Regions from separate parts of the Mus musculus genome. Here regions 2 and 3 are each linked to region 1. A link is a contact called in public HiChIP or PLAC-seq data. All regions are on one chromosome and are shown on one strand. The core of a region is the stretch at or near the end of the contact, and the rest is flanking DNA. Distances in the headings are between cores, read along the strand shown. Region 1 overlaps Ttll7 (tubulin tyrosine ligase-like family, member 7). Region 2 holds the start of Lpar3 (lysophosphatidic acid receptor 3). Region 3 has its middle 17 kb from the start of Gm40167.

What was found. HiChIP or PLAC-seq counts read pairs in DNA pulled down with a chosen protein or histone mark.
Region 2: a FOXA1 HiChIP or PLAC-seq map of pancreatic cancer cells shows a contact between it and region 1. The contact joins the promoter of Lpar3 here to the enhancer-like site in region 1. A contact is called at or near these places in 5 of 39 promoter capture datasets (the HPC-7 cell line, HPC-7-derived erythroid cells, cranial neural crest and 3 more) and 2 of 115 datasets of contacts at active chromatin or transcription factors (embryonic midbrain and pancreatic cancer cells).
Region 3: a contact with region 1 is called in an HNF4G HiChIP or PLAC-seq map of pancreatic cancer cells. The contact joins two enhancer-like sites. A contact is called at or near these places in 3 of 484 Hi-C or Micro-C datasets (the G1E-ER4 cell line and pre-megakaryocyte-erythroid progenitors) and 3 of 115 datasets of contacts at active chromatin or transcription factors (embryonic basal ganglia, embryonic forebrain and pancreatic cancer cells).

The regions. Positions count from the first base shown.
Region 1 is chr3:146,874,567-146,877,794 of GRCm38.p6, reverse strand. All of the region lies in intron 1 of Ttll7 (tubulin tyrosine ligase-like family, member 7), which reads right to left. Among named protein-coding and RNA genes, the nearest start is that of Ttll7, 24 kb to the right of the region's middle. Within about 2 kb of position 1,709, at least 60 of the 459 cell types and tissues checked have an H3K27ac peak or open chromatin away from gene starts, as enhancers often do. A contact at or near this core is called in pancreatic cancer cells, where this site is marked.
Region 2 is chr3:146,219,395-146,222,622 of GRCm38.p6, reverse strand. It overlaps Lpar3 (lysophosphatidic acid receptor 3), which reads right to left and starts at 1,662. Exons shown (of 3, transcript NM_022983.4): 1 at 1,476-1,662.
Region 3 is chr3:146,327,513-146,330,740 of GRCm38.p6, reverse strand. No RefSeq gene overlaps it. Among named protein-coding and RNA genes, the nearest start is that of Gm40167, 17 kb to the left of the region's middle. Within about 2 kb of position 1,775, at least 118 of the 459 cell types and tissues checked have an H3K27ac peak or open chromatin away from gene starts, as enhancers often do. A contact at or near this core is called in pancreatic cancer cells, where this site is marked.

The sequences.
Region 1 (3,228 bases), core at 460-2,959:
ATAAACTATGAATAACAAATTATTAAAGAGGAATGCTTCCTTGACTATAAAAAAAACATCTGCACAATGTAACACTCTATAAATGTCTGTTTTATTTTTATTTTATATGTGGGTATGTTGCTTGAATGTATGTCTGTCTACCACTTGCATGCTTGGTGCCCATAGTGGCCAGAAAGGGGTGTTGGATACCCTAGAACTGTAGTTACAAATGCTTTTGAGCTGCCGCATGGTTGCTGGGAATCAAACCTCAGTCCTCTAAAAGAAGATCAAGTGCTCTTAACTGATAAGTTAACGCTGCACCCTCCACAAATATTTCTTAACACTAATCATCTCAAATAGCAGTTGCAAAATTCTTCTATGCAATTTTATTGTTTCTATTTCCTCAACTTGAATACAGTCTTAAATGGGACAAACACCATTGGAAGATATCCAATGTCATATATATATATATATATACACACAGAGGGGGGTAATAGAGTTACTTGGTAAATGAAATATTTACATTCCCAGAAAAGAAGCAAGCACACTCAAACAAAGTATGATGGGCACTGACTAAGTTTTCTTAGTTTACTTCCTAAATTATACTGACTCGATGTGATGATGCTAAATCCTAAATGTCATTTATGAATAACATGCTTCATAACAGAACAATAAATTATTGTCTCTGTATATTTAAATCACCACCTTTTGAATAATTGATTTAACTTATTGCTATTAAATTAGAAAAAAATGAGCATAGAAAACTACTGAAATAAACTCAAAGAAATTTAAGTTGGTACTTCGCCTGAAGGAAGTCTGTAGTCTTTAGACCTCAGTAACAGACATTCTAAAGTCAACCACAAAGCATTGAAAAGGCCTCAACTATGCAATATGTGTATGCTGTAGGCTTAAGGATTCTACATTCAGAAGCCAGATCTGGGAAATCATCTACAATGCTGGAATACACCAAGCTCCTCTTTAAAACACCAAACTTTGGGCTGAAGGGTTGGCTCAGTAGTTAAGAACACTGGTAGCTCTTGCAGAGGACCCAGGTTCTCTTCTCAGAACCCACAAGGCAGCTCACAAGCACCTGTGACTCCAGGAACTCTGCACATTTTATCACATTTTATACACACACACACACACACACACACACACACACACACATTTGGGCTAAACATTCATACATATAAAATTAAAATAATAAAATATAAAAGGAAAATAGCAACTAAAAACAATCTAAATATACGCAATATAATCAAAATGGGTTATGACATGGTTATTAAAATGAAGTGTGAAAAGTTTTCACTAGTTTGAGAAGTTTCAGTATTTTCAGCAAGGCTGTGAATGATTCATGTGAAATAAAATAATATTTATCTCTCAAGAGTAGATGAATGAATTTCAAAGCTTACTATTTCCTTTGATTTACTAATTCTGAGTAAATATGCCATTTTATCCAACTATGCTACAATCATACGAAATAACCATGAATCATATGCCAGGATGAATTTTCATCAACTGTATCAATAAAGACCTGTTTCAATAGTGAACAAATTTGGCTTCTTCCAGAAGACTGGTTCCTAAGTAGTATGCAAGGATTATGATCCTGAGTCCCAGCACTCTGTGTTTATTTAAGTCCTTGAAGTATTTGCTAAACCACCTCTGAGGCTCACACTTCCAGGGCAAATCAAAATGTAAACAAGCTGATCCCAGATTCCAGACTCTCAAGCCAAGACTGAGGTCATCATGGAAAAATAACTAAGAGTGAAGTCACAACGCAAGCTGTATCAGTGGAGCACTAGCCACATGGCAGTCAGAGCAAAGGGGGAACACGCAAGCCATCCTGAACCCACTGAAAGGGGTTTTTCCCCCATTAGAGATAAAGATAAAGAAAGCACACTGCTGAAACCCTAGAAACCAAATCTTCCTCATCAATGTGGAAGTAATTTGGATTTTAGGTTCTGATTTAAGTTTTCTTTCCCATGTCAGGTCTGAGAGGTCACCAGGGAGTAGGTGGAAATTAAGACATTTGCAAATTTTAAAAACCAAGATATGACTGGATAGAACTTGGCAATAGAGAGATTCCCTAATGGGCACAAGGCCCTGAGACACGGACTTAGTACACAGAGGAAGAGGAAGGGAGGGGCAGGAAGAGGAGGAGGAGGAGGTGAGGTGGAAGAGGTAAAGGAGAGGGAAGAGGAGGAAAAGGAATAGAGGAAGAGAAAGGGAAGGAAAAGAGTAATCGAAGGAGGAGGGGAAGAGAAACTTGGAGGACATGAGAGATGGTGCTTCTTGTCTTAGTTCATGCTGCTAAGTGGTACAGGGAAGGAAGATGAGGAAGGGGAGGCAACCACAAAGATGTGTCAAGGAGCAGCTAGGGCTTAGGACCCTGCATAGAGCTCAGTGTCATCCATCAGCTGAAAGTCACTGCCAGAGCGATGGAGGATTAATTCACATCATCTCCTGCCTTTGGACAGCACAGAAGGGGGGGATGCATAAAGGAGGCCAGGGATGGCAAAGGACCTCCAAACCCAAGGCTTTCAGGAGTGCCTTAAATGCCCTGCCCTCCAGCAGAGAAAGCACAACAGTGGACTGAAGCAGGAAGAGTCTATTGAAGTACTAAGACCCTAGGGACCCAGAGCAGGGCACTGAGGGTATCGATCCACACTGGCCCTACACATAACTCTCTTTTATCAAATGCTCGAAAGAAGATCTTTGAAGAAGGTTAAACCTCTACCTTCATAAGTGGATGAACAATTCATGCAATTAGTAGATTGGTAGATTAACGGCTTATTTCAAGAGAGTCGGGTGTAAAAGACATTTTGTCTACTTCAAAGAAACTGACTCCTACATGAAGATTTTCCCAATATATTTTTACATTCCTTGATGTCAGCAATCACTGAGTATTCCTGATGCCCTACATATTAGCATTTTGTGGTGTCAGGGTTTTAGATCCTGGACAATAGAGAACTGTGTGCTCTTCTCTATGCTGCGACTGCTAAGTCCTTAGTAACACAGCTGAAGAATCTCCCTTTGCATGCCAGACCATGCTTGGTAAAGAGTCCGTTAAAGCTTTTGGTCCATTTTTAACTGGAAGGTTTGTTTTGAATCTCATTAATTCTTTGTGTATTCCTGATGAGAAGGTTTTACCTGCTGTGACAGGCAGTCATCAGAGGTAGAAGAGGAATGTAGAGACCCCAAGGTCTAGCCATCAAGAGAATAACAAGAACACAGTATGCATTGGGGACT
Region 2 (3,228 bases), core at 413-2,912, 660 kb after region 1:
AATCATCTCATATTTAATGTTCTCATGAATGAGAATCATGTAAATAAGCTTTTATTGAACATCTTAAAGAACAGCCAGACCGAATTAGAACTGGTCTGATACAAAGACTTGCACTTGCTGAATGCATTCAGCAAGATATAGAAGAGTGGTATCTGTCTCTAAATCAAAGAGAAGAATCAAGGTTTTGAATAATGCTAAAGAATAAAAAGTATAATAGGAAAAGACCTCCTAAGCGGTCTATTTCACTAGCTGTGTGGTCGTGACAAGCGGTGTAAGTTTTGTCCCATGGTTAGATGTCCGGGGTCACAGGTTCTCAAGGTATAGATCCCACCTAACAGGCAGTATTTGTTGGTTAGAGGTTTTTAGAATGGCTCAGTTTGCTTAAACAAACAGTATCGAGGCTGTTCTGATGGAGTTCCTTCTGGTGGGAGCAAGAAGGGAAATTCTAATCACTTGTCCACTGGATTCAAATCTTTGGACCCAAACCTCACTAGCAGCAGGATAAGCAAATATCGGTAGACAGCAAACCCAAGAACTCTCTTTAGCAATTCAATCGAGGGGCATTAAGTGAAGGCTGGGCATGCACTCAACTTTCACACACTTGCAAAAAGGAGTCTGTCTAGGTCTAACATTCACTTTGTCCTCAGACTTACAAATTACAAGAAGGAGCCCTGAAGAGCCTAATGTGACATTCCAAGACCAAGAGTTGGGCAGGAGAAAAGTGTGCAATGGCAGGGGCAAATTATGAAACATTTAGGGAAAATCATCCCATTTACAAATTAACCTCTAAGTGCTTTGGAGGGCCCTGCCCATGATCCCATTAATAAAACTAAATTGTTTCCAAGATTCAGCCAGTCCTTAAATCACAAGCCTGAGAAAATTCTAAGCAGCTTCTGATAGCTGCAACTTGCACAGAGAAGGCAATGAAGAAACTGCTACAAAACAAAGCACTATTGTGGCCCGTGATGTGGGAGATGGGAGACCTTTGGCTCATCCCGCACAACCCTGATAGCGTTCAGAGCTGGTCATGGTAACTATTTCCCAAATCTTGAGACGCACGCACTCGCCTCGAGATTTTACCAACAGACAGACCACCACACCGGTGAAACTAACTGCAAGGTGGGAAATGTCACCTCCCAGGGATCCCGGGGAGAACCCGTTTCCCATCACCATATAACTTCCCAGAGTTTGGAAAGAAGCGCCCCTGCAAAGCGCGTCGCGATGGAGCCTGGCACCCCTGCTCCCGGCCCGTCAGTCCCCAGCCGAAGCCGAAGCAGCCCGGCTTTTGCATCTGCATTGCTTTTTGCTCTAGGGAAAACACGAAGTGGGAAAGCGCAGGGTACGCCACACACCGCGAGGAAAGTTCCGCCCCAGGAGTTTGGAGAAATGGATTAGAAACCAAAGAATCCCCCCAAAAAGCCCCGGCCCGCAGAGGCTCCGGGAACCTCCCATCCCGCGCTGCGCACCGCACTCACCGCTGTCGCTCGCCCGCGCCGCCGAGCCCGGGAGCCGAGCGTCCCGCCGCTGTCGCATGCCCTCGGGGGAGCGCGACGGGGCGAGCAGGCTCCGGCCAGCCAGCAGCGGAAGACGCGGAGCAGGCAGAGCCAAGCGCCTGCTCTCCAGCGTCCGCGGCGACGCGCCGGGAGTCCCGGGCAACTTTGCTAGGACGAGGGGGTGGAGAGGTGGAGGGCGGCCCGGTCCCGCCCGCCAGCCCGCCCGGCCTGTGCCTCTGCAAGTTCCCACGGGAGCGCGCCCCCCGCCGGCCAGGCTCGGATCGGCACGGCAGAAGGCCAGCGGTCCATGGAGGCGCTCTGCCTTGGTTGGGGACCTGGTGCCTATGGGGCAGCCAGCTCTGAGAGACTACCTAAGGTCCCCTAAGGGGACAGTAGCATCTAGAGGCCCTACACAGGGAGCCATACCTCAGAAAGATGCCCAGACTGAAACTCATTCCTCTGACTCTCTCTATGATGGAAGATACCTATTTGAGGTGTCTGCTGGGAAGCATATCCCTACCCCCACACTACTTACGGGAGGCAGGCTCTCAGCCAGGACCAAACCTGATACCCTAAAGCCTGAACCCCAAAGCTGCTCTAGAGTTCAAGCAACCCCAGAGGCCAAGAACAGGTCACCTTTGTGTTACAAGAGGGAACAAAGCCTGCTTAAGTTTCTCGTGGGAGTCATTTTGGCCTCCCGCAGTCAACAGTCCTGAAGGTGCTGTTTCAAAACTGACCCACCTTTGCTTAAGGCCGGGGAAAGGAAAGCAAGAGTAAAAGGCTTCTCTGCCCTAAAAACCAAATTCTGGGTCCCTGCATGCTAGAAGGTAAGCTGAGGACAAGATCCTGTGAAGTGAAGTCATTCTTAGGCAGCCCGGGGCACTTGGGAAACGTCTAGAGTGTGGGTTCGGACGTACTTCACCATCCGTTCAATCATGTGCATTCAATGGGACCCATCTCTGTACCACCGATGGCTTAGTTGGTCAAGTGCATAAGCTCAGATTGAATTTGATCCTCAGTCGAGTCATCTTGCCTCACCCACCCACAAGCCCTGTGCTGGAAAGGTGGAAACAGGACGATCCTTGGGTTTTGCTGGTCAGCCTGTCTAGCCCACGGATGAGCTCCAAGCTCTGCTAGAAACCAGGTGTTAAGAAATTGAGGAAGACACCGGAAGTTAACTTCTGGGTTCCGCGCGCGCGCGCGCGCACACACACACACACACACACACAAGCACACACACATGCACGCAGACTCTTAAGATGAAATTTAAGGATTATCTTCTTTCAACCCTTGTTGGGTCAGGGGTGTCCCACTTCTTTTCCAGATATTTTTATAAGTAAAACCAAATTAAAATTAGTACCACTTAGTAAAAACAAATGAAAACCAGTACTTCAAACGGCAAGCTCGAAGATGACTACTGGCTGGAGAGTCACTCAGAACCTTTTAAACAAACACTCACCAAACAGCCTCCTTGTGCTCTTATATTTCTGGGAAAGCAAGGAGTCACAGCCTTGTTTCGCAAAGGTAGAGGGGGTTTCAGACTGCAGCCTTGAAGGAGCTGTGCCCCTGCTGCACCCCACGTGTCTTGGTGTTGTAATGTGAGTGCTACAAGAAGTTAAAAAGTAAACAAACGAACAAATAAACAAGAATAAAGGAGTCGCAAGCCAGGATCCAAGGATGAGTTTCATGCCTGGTTTGTGGAAAGAGAGAGGCCCGTGCTCCTCTCTCCACTCTT
Region 3 (3,228 bases), core at 526-3,025, 550 kb after region 1:
GTGAATTTATAGTCTCCTCAGAGAGCTAAAAGTATCAACTGAGTGTCCTCCCAGTCCAGAATGGCTTGAACTGCCTATTGCTTTGACAGGATGCCTAAATACATGGTAAGGCTTTTGTATAATGTGGCTCCCTACCCTACAGAAGATGACGTGTGCATAAGAGATTTTAAGAAAACTGCACAGAAAAGGAGATGGTGCTTTTGTTATTTTACCAAGAAACATGTTCCCCATAACTTGTTTCTGCTAAAGCTTCCCTCAACAAGACAATCCGATTTCTGAATGACCCAGGAAGAGGGGACCTGCGAAGCTTGGGGCAGATTATGCTTTGAGACCAAGCTACTGTTGGCTCGGTTGATGTCACTTGTTCTGTTGTGTGGCCCAATATCCCTCAGCCATAATTAAAACAATGTGTGTGTGTACACTCTTACCTCCAAAGTTTTTTATGCACAAAAATTATATACTTAAAGACAGAGAGCTCTGTTTCTCACCATTTTCTCTATCTCACAGGTTTTCATACTCCTGTGTCCATTCAAGTTTCTATTGGCTGCCAACTCCTGACGTGGAGTGCTGTGTAATGCTTGCATAGTTTGGAGGCAGTGAGACTGGTTCCGGCTTGGGAGTTCTGCGGGGTGATCAGGACCTTTTCTCTCTCTGTCTGCATGTCAGCACGTGGTTTCCATACCTACAGCTGCTTCATGTTTCACATGCATCCACGATAATAGCGGCCATAAAATCTGTCTTCTAGATGGGAAGCAAAGAAAAAAGAGGGAGGGAAAAGGCTACGTCTATATTCTGTTTTTAAAAGCTTTCCTGGAAATTAACCCACCAGGTGTTGATATTCCATTGGCCAGAAGTTAATCATGTGAGAACCACTTGCCAGGGAGACTGGGAAATGTGATCTTTTTGCTCCTTATTAAGGATGTGGACAATATGGGATACTGAACAGGAACAATCACAATGTGCGGGACCTTGCCTTCATTTTACTTATCCAGAGTCACCTACAAGAGTCTTTTAAAATCACAGTATCTGATTTTTGTGGATTTTCCCTTAACTCCTCATTTATTAATTATAATTGAATAAGGAAGAGCTGCTCCTTCCTCCTGGGAACACAATTCTTTATTTATAATGGTATCGATTCTTCTCTGATCCCTTTAACAAGAGAATGGTCTTTGGAAAAGAAGAACCAAGTGCTTCCAGCATTACCTATCTCCCTAAGATGGTTTGAAATAACAATACAGCTAGCTACAAGCTTTAAGAAATGTGGGCATCACCAAGGCCACACAAGCACCCAGTGTCCTCACACAGCTCAAAAGTGGCAGGAAAAGAAAAAGGTCACATCAGGGTAGATCCACTAGTGTAAATTTCTCATTTGTCAAAAATATGAATTCATAGTTGGCAAGAAAAAAGAGCCAGTTGAGCTAGACAAATATGATTTCTGTTGACAGGATATTAGGTAAAATAACTCACACAAACTAACTAAGGTGGCACCCAGTAAATATTTTTAATAGTTTTTGTTGAAAGGGCTATCATCATTCAAGCACTTCTTGGTCTCTGAGACGTGTGGGTGGCTTAGTTGTTTTGTAAGACCTTTTTGAAACATGATAGGGTATATGAAAATTTAAAAGACCGCGTCTTAGTTACTTTTCTACTGCTTAACAACGTGGCCAAGACAGGTTATAGAAGGAAGGTTATACTTGGGCTACAGTACCAGACGGGTAAAGGTCTATGATGGCAGAGGGGCAGAGCCGCGATGGGCGGAGCCGCGATGGGCGGAGCCGTAGCAGGAAGCTGAGAGCTCACTTCTTCAAACTGCAAGCAAGAAGCAGAGAACGCCAACTCAAACTGGCCAAGGCTTTAAGCTCTCAAAGTCCACATTTGCTCTCCAGCAAGGCCGTAACTCCCAAGCTGCCCCTAACAGTACTGCAAACTGGTGTCCAAGTATTCAAATACTGGAGACTTTGGGGGAACATCTCATTCAATCCATCACAATCATAAATATTTTTAAAATAAAAATGATAGTAAGTCCACTTTCTGATGAATGTCTATGGTCTTTGGGTGGGAATTTGATGATGGAGTCGTTCCTCCTCTTTTTGTTTAGAAAGCCTAGACATCAAGGTTTGGGAACCTGGCAAATGGGCTTGGATTCGGGTCTGCTGGCTAGAGTCTCCATCTGCATTTGACCTGCACATTTGCTGGTCAGCCGGGGTAAGGACGTAAGGGGTGGGATCGAGGACATAAGAGGGTTAGAATTATGAGTCCGAAGCCTTTGGGTCATCTCAGAGGTGTCTACCGCGAGACTGGCAACTGCACGTTTAAATTTTAATTTGAAATGCCACGTTCACCTCCTTATTGTATTTTCGCCGAGAATACAAGACGAGCATACCTAAAGAGGGGGAAACGGAGTGGCTTGTTGAACAAGATTGTTCTAGAAGTTGGGATCCTGATTTGTAGTCTTGATCAGAGTGCTAGAGGCTGTTCGCATCAGTTTAGCTCCTTCATTTCCCTGAGATCTTTTCTCACAGAACCTGTCCTGCTCTGAAAACCTGTCTAGGATTTCCCTAAGAGTGCCTTGGGCTGCCTGCAGTATCTTCAGTAGAACTCTTTTGCCACCTAGTGGCCAAATTAAAGATCTTCGCCTTACCGTATCTTCTGCTTCCAGGTCCCTCCTTGATTGCAGCAAAAAGAACAAAGCCATTTTAGACTTTCCTCCGCAAGAATGCGGCAAACTGCCAGAGCTGGGAGGAACAAATGTTTAATTCATGTCCTTGGAAGCTCCGCTGGGTGAACAAACACAGCGCCGCTTCCTAAGGCAGAGGCCTTGGTGCAGTGGGCATGTGGTTACAAAGCGGTTCCTGACGGCGAGAACACCCAGCGAGGTGCCCTGATAAATGTAACCCCAAGGAGATGTGTTTGGGTTACTCCCTGTGAGCTAATCTGTTACACGCTGGTCCTTAATGCTTTCAGCTGCTCCCAGTTAATACTCATTAAGCATGCATGCAGTGCCTGTCCCTCTCTAGACATCTGAAATAGAGAGGGGTGAGAGGGTCCCCTCGGGTCTCCTGCTGATCTGGAGTCATCTTTCACCCAACAGTGGTCCCTATAGGGTTGTTTTTCCAGCAGCCCCATCAGAATAGAAACTCCTCCTAGACTTTATCTGAGCCTCATGGCTTTACCTATCTGAGCAGGGAGTGGGGGGTGGGGGAAGGACGCATGTATTTCATTTCATCT